Linked DNA regions of Mus musculus: all the other regions are linked to region 3. A link is a contact called in public Hi-C data. All regions are on one chromosome and are shown on one strand. Each heading gives the region's core, a stretch centred on a gene start, on an enhancer-like site or on the middle of the called end of the contact. The rest is flanking DNA. Distances are from core to core; before and after follow the strand shown.

Region 1 (2,716 bases), core at 124-2,623, 140 kb after region 3:
AGACGGGTCTTGTTCATTTCCTTTATCTCTGTTATGCTCAGTGGCTCTGGGCAATCCTGAGCCCCATCTAACCTGTGACTTAAGAGAATCAGCCACCAAGGATCGTGGTGACAAGGAGGGGTTTGTCATAACCAGCCACATCAGGCTTGCTGCAGAGGATTCCCAGGCTGGTCTTCGATGTGAATACGTAAATGAAGTCGAGCTTCACGCTCCCTGACATCTACACTGGTTTAGTGGTCTCTTTAAATCTGAGGCTCCCCAGTAAAAATGTTCAATAGGGCATCCCAGGTTCACTGTTACGTGAGATTGTATAATATACGTTTCTTTATGGGGCAGTGTCTAGTACTTGCACTCGAGAGTAAAAGACATGAAGGAAGGCAGTAGCCCACGAAGCATAATTCACAAGGAGTGCTGTGTGACAAGCTTAAAGATGAAGTTACCAACCTGTTTTCATCTCTTGGTCGAGGCGGCCATCTATCTGATTGGAGACGTGATAGTGTCCACATAGAGGAATCCAGGAATTCTGTTAGGCATGGAAGGGCTGCAGAGGATTTGCTGCCCAGAGAGGAGCAGAAGGCTTCAAAGCACGTGGACACTTCGTGGAAGGAGAATGACCCCCTAGAATTATTACTCCTTCCCTTAGTGCCAAAGGCTCCCTTCTTGCTTTATAGCACGTTCTGCCCTAGCTGGTCTTGACGGTTGCTGTCCCTCCCACTGTCTGAGTACCTCATTCAGGGAACTTGGCGCATACCGGGCCAGGATCCAAGCAATTCCTTGAGAAGAAATCTTGTCTCTGCTTCTAGGAAGGTACAGCTTGGGTGACAGATGCCTCAGGATCTGGAAAGCCAGGGGGCCTTTCACATTTTCCCCACCTCCTCTTGAGCACTTTAAGTTTCCAATGAGGAAATAATTTCTGGTCTTCAGTAAGGGCAAAGTCTTTCTAAGGAGTGATGGCCAAACGGCCTCTACACCCTGACTTCATCTCTCAGCCTCAATTCCAAGTCTCCAGACCGCAACGTCCCACGTGGGAAATACACTTGCCAGAGCGTTCCCATGCCTCAGACACACAGAGACTCTCTGTCCAGCTCAAGTCGCAAGCTTATGCTGCAGCCAGACCCAGGTAGAAGGACTCAGCCCTGCATCACATGGCTAGGTCCTGAGCAGGTGCCGGAGTAAGTTTCTGGAAACATACCGGAGCCTCAGCACGGTTCACACCCATCAGCTGTTCCTGGAGGTTTTTTTTTTTTTTGGTCAGAGAGAGAAATTTATCGCATCCAAATGTGTAGTCTCTGCACGAGGGGGAGTGTGTATGCGTATTCTTGGCGCCTTCCTCTGCAAACAGAATAACAAGTAAGCGCATGCGTGAACCGGGAGACAAGCTGCTTAGCACTCGGCTTCCTTGGCTCAGGCCTGGTGTGTGTGAGCTGACAATTGGAGGCAGTTCTGGGCAGCAGTCTTTTGCTACAATTCCTTCACGAAGAAGAGATGGAAGTACGGAATTCTATGGACCAGGCTCTCCCCAGCTGCCACCTCAGAGCGTTCCATGTACTTGTGTCCTATGCTTGCTTGGACTATATTCTAGCTGTTTTCTTTCATGTTGGTTTCTGTTATTAAACATTGAAGAGAAGAGGTTTTGTCTTAAGCATTTTAGTGTTGGCCCTGAGCCAAACAGTGCCAAGGATGGTCTGGTATTCCAGGGCTCACCCTAGTATTTACATCCTGAGAGCTCTGCATGTGACCCCTGTGGACACAGTGGGGACCATGACAGTTGTATCCTTGAAAAGACATTGATAGTCCATGTTAACTCAAAATCTTTTCTTCTTTTTAAAAAAATGATTTCATTGTTTTTAAGTGTGTGTGTGTGTGTGTGTGTGTGTGTGTGTGTGTGTGAGAGAGAGAGAGAGAGAGAGAGAGAGAGAGAGAAAGAATGTGTAGGTATGTGCACATGAATGCAGGTGCCTGAAGAGGCCACAGGAGGGCGCTGCATCTCCCGGAGCTGAAGTTAACAAGAGCACATAACAAGAGGTTATGCGCTGCCTGCTGCTGGAAGCCGCACAGTAGGCACTCTTTACTGCTGAACCACCTCTCCATCCCTCAACATATTCTCTTAATGAAGAAAGTGGCCCCATGAGAAAAAGAACCTGCCGTCCCACAGGAGGGCCTGGACCCAAGCAGAGCTCTTGCTACATTACTGTTAACAAGACCATGATTTGGCAAATGACAGCACATTCATGAGGCCATTTACTTAGGGTTCCAGAGGCTGGATATGAAGGTTAGAGTCTGCAGAGAGGCAGACTCAGTGGGACAAGAGATTCCCAATACGAGAGTCTCCTCCTCTCTCCCTGGTGACAGAAATGGACCAGAGATGTTTTTTTTTCCAACATCAGTGATAGGAATAGCAGCAGAACAGTATTCTGAGAAATTGTGAGTTTCTGTAGTTTGAGTGGCAGGGCACCAAGGCCCTTCCATCCTATGGGGAAGGCACCACAGAGCCCCAGCTTAATTTGCAGTCAGGGGCCCACTGCTTGCACTGTGCCCACAGTGCAAAAGAATAGAACAGCTTCTGCCTTTGGGGTTTGCATCGGTACAACCAAAGGACAGAATTTGCTTTACGGCTTCAGCCCCATCGAAACACAGAGAGAACTCTTCAAACATGAGATCGCCGCATGGGTAAATCACTCGAATCCCCTCTTCTTCAGCTGTACCCAATTTTCAC
Region 2 (2,827 bases), core at 90-2,589, 210 kb after region 3:
TTTGGGTTAGACAAAGGCATGGTCCTTCATCCCACTGCGGAGGTAGAGTGAGGGGCCTTGGAGATGTCGACACACGCCTGGGTTCCACCCTCTCTGCCATTTGGAAATCCCCTCTTTCAAAGCAAATAAGATAGGAGCAGAGCGAACGGGAAAGCCAGTGTCAAAAGACAAAAGTTATTTTGCAGAGCAACAGTGTCTAGCATCTCCTTGGAGTCCCTGTACACACCACTCCTAAGGTAATGCAAACTTTTCCAAAGAGTTTTCAGTGTTTTGTAAAGAGGAGATGCCAGGACCCGGGCAGCTATCTATTGTAGTGATCAGAGAAGGAAATACAATCTGTGTGTAGCTATGAAGATTTATAAACATGGAGTCTGATCCTTCCCATCTCCCCCTTTTAATAACTGCAGCAGACAAGGACTGCTTCTCCATCTCTGGCACCAAAGGAAGACACTTTCTGTACCTTGCCAGTGGGGGGCAGGGGAGAGGGTCCAGTTAATCAAACGTACTCCCTATAAAAGCACGAGCATCGGAGTTCAGAGCCCCACCATCCATGGAAAAATGCTGAGCTCAGCAGCGTGAGCCTGCAATCCCAGCACTGGGAGGGCAGAGACTGGAAGGTAGGCAGGGAACGACCGAGGAAAACACATTCTCCACAGGTACACAGGTACACACACCCCAAATAAACAATAAACTCAAGGCGGCGAGCATCCATCCTAATGGGTGTAAGCATGTTATGTTCTATACAGTTAACACCTATTTAAATTGGGTGTAATGGCTCTTAATTGTTTTATTCTATGCACTGCAAAGCAGCCAATTGAATCTAATATTAGTCATTCATCAGATAAAACATTTTCAGAGAAGCAAACTGCTATATTTTGCCTTCAAAGAACAGCAAGCATTTTAAATACACTTTCCCAGAGCTGGGTACCCCGAGGAAAGTGCTTTAGAAATGCTACTTCAAACGACCCCCTTTCTACAACAAGATGAACTGAAACAAATGCTTAGCTCTGTATTTTGGGAGTTTTTTTTTGTTTTTTGTTTTTTTTTTTTTTAAAAAAACCAAGCCTCCTTCTGTCCACCTGTCAAAACCAGTTGTGACCCCATCAACCCAAGAGGTGGCCTCTGGGGCTGTGAAATGCACCACCCGGCACGGATGCCCTTGGCGAGGCTGGCCTACAGTTCTCCTTAGGATTATCCAACTCACTTGCAACAGGAGAGAGGCGATGGGCCCACTGCCAAGAGCTCTTTCAACAGAAATTCCGAAAGAAGATCCTGCGAAGTGCCGAGAGCCGATTTCCAGCAGTTCACTTTCTAGATTCTGTTACATAGCAACCATGCCCGCTCACACAGGGTACCCAGCGAGTTAATAGTTTGTTTAAATGACACTCTGTCTTAACCCTCTAGGAAAACCCAAGTTTGCCTCGTCACATGGCACCAACCCAGTGGTCTCGTCTGCAACAAAATACCCAGCAAAGACTTGATACGCTTCCTTTATTCATTTCCAAAAAGAAATTTAAAAAATTGAAAATGGATCTAACAGTCTCTTGGGGGATGGGGGGAACCAGGACATAAAAGGTGGCATTTTCCTGAAATCGCTTGTGGTAATATTGTTAAAGGCATACTGGCATGCTCTTAATGTCCATAATGTACTTTAGCTAAAAGTGACTTATATGGTTGTATTTTGAAAGATAAATACTCATTGCGTTCAAAAATCTCAGTGTGGAAAGTGACGACGTAACTGCACCAGGTATTCTTAGGGTCTGGTTCCCCTGAGTGGTACCAGTGCAGGCAAACAAGAATCACAGGAGCAACCCTAACCTGGAAGAACAGAAAGCCCCAAGACTCCCAGCTTCCGCGCATCTCTCTGGTGCCAGGTCGGGAGGGACGGGAGGAAGGCAGCCAGCCATACCTGAAAATTAGCTCACAACAACTCCAGGCTCCCCTTTAGGAACATAATAGAAGCCACAGCAAAAGAAGTAACCAGACCAGCTCTGCTGAGGGCTTCTAGAAAAACAGTGTTTAGAGACCCCAAAAGGAGGGGACAAATGAAAGCCAAACCTCACAAAGACAAAATTGCACGTTCTCTCTCTCTCTCTCTCTCTCTCTCTCTCTCTCTCTCTCTCTCTCTCTCTCTCTCTCTTTCTCTCTCTCTCTTCAGGACTGAGGTGCTATTATAGATAAGTAAATGCCCAGGAAGCTTATTCAGGAGTCTCTCTCTTTTTTCCCCACCTGCCTCATTCACATAAAGTCAAACTAACTTAGATGGGCATGTGACCCACAGGTGAGCTCAAGTCAAAACCCATTAACGTGCTTTCTGATTATACAGTCACCAAGGGCCCACGGTAAGGGTTCTGAAAACCATCAGCAGAGCTGACAGGAACAACCCAGACCCTCCTCCTCTGTCCTCCTATTACCTACCCACTGCCAGCCATGGGCATGGGCACATGGCAGGTGCAAAGTTCCCATGGGCACAGGGAGCTGCTGGTGTTGTGTGTTTTTAAAGATACTGAGTGACCCCCAAAGCCACTTCCATGTCTGCAGGCATGAGCCTCTTAGGAGGAAAAAAGGAAAAGAAAAAGAAAAAAACCAAAACACCTCCTGTTGCATCTCTACAACCATTTAGTCATAAGGATACCAGCCTTTCGATTTTCAAGTGAAGTGCACGAGCAGGGCACTCTGGCTTCCATAGCACGCCCAGTCCACCGCGCAACCCGCACTCAGATGAAACGCCACTTAACTTTTCCCTGTCTGAGGAACAGCTGGATGGTGGGAATATCCATTCGGTGTCCCTTTTTAGGGCTCTTGCTTCTCAGCAAAATGCCAGCTC
Region 3 (2,758 bases), core at 146-2,645:
TCACCACAATCCTGGGACACTGACTCCAAATATGTACTTCCTGTCTCTTTTTCCACGTCAGAGGCTGAGCTACGGTCACTCTCCAGCAGCAAGGGAGGATGGGAAAACTGGGAGCTGACTGGAGGAAGCCGGCCCGCACATATGGCATGGTTTGAATGAACGACGTCTACTGTAGAGGGTCCTCCCTCATCAGTCTGTTGAGAGCCATCTTGAGGTCCCAGCTGGACATTCAAGTCAAAGGTTCTGGATGGTAGGGCTTGGGTTGCCACTGAGTGCACAGCAGGTCCCCTTCTGAGGACAGAGAAGACACTTGCCCCACAGTGACTCAGACTTGGTGCTGGGGCTCCGCCCTGCTTCTATCACACATGTGTGTGCAGTGGGGGAACTGATTTCCCTTCTCTGGGCCTCACTCTTCCTTCTGTAAAATGGGGGCAATTGTAACACTCCATCCTGGGGACTGATGGGAGAGCCAGATGTTCAGATGTGAGAAGGGAGAGCCAGATGTTCAGGTGTGAGAAAGACTTAGCATCTATTAATGAACTGTCACTTGGCGATACAGCACGTGCACAACACAGAGCCAGTCCTAGTCTGGTGCCTGCTTCCCACGGTTTTCTTCTTTTCGCTCCCTGCACTGAAGCTCTTCCTACAGTGATAGAGAAGCCATCTGTGTAGAAACTTCATTGATTGATTGATTGATTGATTGATTCATTCATTCACTCACTCACTCACTCATTCTTTCATTCACCTAGCATTTCTTCTGATCTCATTATATCGTGTTCCGACCCCCCCCCCCCATCCTTGCTTGTGTGTCTCCTTGGCTTTTTTAAAGGAAGCTGTTTTTTATCTTACTTGCATTCACTGGCCTTGCCCTGGACCATCTTTCCTTCACATTGCTGGCTCTCAACTCTCCTGTCATTCAAGCCTCAGCTAAAGTGTACCTCTCCCTCTCACAGCCTTCCTGGCTACCTGAGTCAAGCCCAGTCTCCCACGCCCTATGTCTGCCTGCTTTGTTTTTTTGGACCAGGGAGGGGCAGAGTTTCCCTGCTGCTGGGGATGAGGCTGCCTCCTCACTTTCTACAGAACACAGTGTGAAGTCCCTCTGTCACTGTGAGACCTGGTATGTCCCACCCTCCCGGAAGATAAGCCTCTTGCTGGGTCATACATTAGGTTATGATAGGGTTGTGACCCCCATGCCTGGAGCCCTGGTGTGCCCCCAGAGGACTGGTGCTTTTGGTCACAGGCTGTGGGGGGTCTTTAGCAAGAGATGTGGGTGGGATTGGAAGGGAGTTAATGAGAGAGCCTGCTGATCTGGCAGCTTTTCTAATTAGGCTGTGACAGCTCCAGACCCAGCCAAGGAAATCGAGCTTCATATGCTAATCAGGCTCAGTCTGCTATTTCCCGGCTGGCAGAGTTGCCCTGAGCCTGAAGTGTGTGTGTGCCCAGCATGCAAGCCACTGGGGATGAGGGACATAGCTTCAGGTGGTAGCTGAGCTTCTGGGGCACTCAACTGCCCTGGTTCAGGGAGAAAGAGGCGTGGGTAATGGGAAAAAGCTAACAGCGAGCGGGTCAGCTACAGACCCTCCTATACTGAAAGATGATAGGCCTTGGATGCTCAATTTCCAAACCTCATCCCCTCTGATGCTGGGCAGTCATCTGTGTCAGGTCAGCTACTGGCCCTGGGACACTGGCCTATGTCAACACTGGGGCTGTGGATGCTTCCTGCCCAGCCTTGGGGGGGGGGGGGGGAGAGAAAGAGAGAGAGAGAGAGAGAGCGCTACACTACACTGGCTGCCCAAATGACACACACAGAACTTGTTGAGTTGATTTTCTTATTACTGATAAGAGCCTAAAATCTTAGATCTGGAACTAGAATCTGGAAGACACATGCCCAGGGATCCATCCATTCATCCATCCATCCATCCATCCATCCATCCATCCATCATCCATCCATCTATCCATTCATCCATCCAGTCTCTACTGTGCAATCCACTTAAGCACAGGGGACACAGAGAGAATGCTGTCTCTAATCAAGGACTTTATTGCCCAAGGACTGTAGATCAGCGTTTACTGACTGTGTGCTCATCTTCACGGGTCACAGAGGGACCCCTCTCTCAGATCTGCAGGCCAAGAAGGACCTTAGAGGAGCTGCATGAGACAGCCGAGGGGCTTCAGTGGGCTGTCGTCAGGCATTTTGTGTTCTTGACATCCCAACATGCCCTCTCTTTCCAAGGATGCTGTGGGTTAAGGCAAGCTGGGGAGCAGAATCACTTCTCAAAAAATCACTTTTCACAAAAGAGAGGCTTTTGGGAACGATGAGGCAGGATGTGGGAAAGCAGAGATAGGAGATGCTGACCGAAGTAACCTAAGTGGGGCAGGGCTCACAGGTTTGAGCCCATTCAAACAAATTACTTATGTTTAAATACTTGTTCCCCAGTTAGGTGAACTGTTTGGAAAGGATTTGGAGGTGTGTCCGTGTGGGGGGAGGTCTGTCTCTGGAGGTGGGCTTTGGGATTTCAAAAGCCCATGATGCCATTTTAATGCTCTGTCTCACCCTTGTGGGTCAGGATATAAAGCTCTCGGTTATTGCTCTAGCACCGTCCCTGCCTGCCTGCTGCCATGCTTCCAACCATGGTGGTCATGAACTCACCCTCTGAATCTGTAAGCCCCCAAATACACGCTCCTTCTGTAAGTTGCCTCGGTGATGGCATTTTTGCACAGTTATAGGAAAGTAAGCAAGACAGAGTTTGATGCTATAATT

The links. Hi-C and Micro-C count contacts between places; a contact is called where the count stands out from the background.
Region 1: a contact with region 3 is called in a Hi-C map of cortical neurons, with 1.7 times the contacts expected there. The contact joins two enhancer-like sites. A contact is called at or near these places in 20 of 484 Hi-C or Micro-C datasets (cortical neurons, embryonic stem cells, gonadal supporting cells and 3 more).
Region 2: a contact with region 3 is called in a Hi-C map of cortical neurons, with 2.4 times the contacts expected there. The contact joins two enhancer-like sites. A contact is called at or near these places in 9 of 484 Hi-C or Micro-C datasets (brain, cerebellum, cerebral cortex and 5 more) and 1 of 115 datasets of contacts at active chromatin or transcription factors (embryonic midbrain).

What each region holds. Positions count from the first base shown.
Region 1 is chr4:142,410,013-142,412,728 of GRCm38.p6, forward strand. Gm42339 (a long non-coding RNA gene) reads right to left here. Exons shown (of 2, transcript XR_003955298.1): 2 at 1-1,604. Among named protein-coding and RNA genes, the nearest start is that of Gm42339, 42 kb to the right of the region's middle. Within about 2 kb of position 1,374, at least 42 of the 459 cell types and tissues checked have an H3K27ac peak or open chromatin away from gene starts, as enhancers often do. A contact at or near this core is called in cortical neurons, where this site is marked.
Region 2 is chr4:142,472,957-142,475,783 of GRCm38.p6, forward strand. No RefSeq gene overlaps it. Among named protein-coding and RNA genes, the nearest start is that of Gm42339, 21 kb to the left of the region's middle. Within about 2 kb of position 1,340, at least 24 of the 459 cell types and tissues checked have an H3K27ac peak or open chromatin away from gene starts, as enhancers often do. A contact at or near this core is called in cerebral cortex and cortical neurons, where this site is marked.
Region 3 is chr4:142,266,361-142,269,118 of GRCm38.p6, forward strand. No RefSeq gene overlaps it. Among named protein-coding and RNA genes, the nearest start is that of Gm35531, 29 kb to the left of the region's middle. Within about 2 kb of position 1,396, at least 37 of the 459 cell types and tissues checked have an H3K27ac peak or open chromatin away from gene starts, as enhancers often do. A contact at or near this core is called in cerebral cortex and cortical neurons, where this site is marked.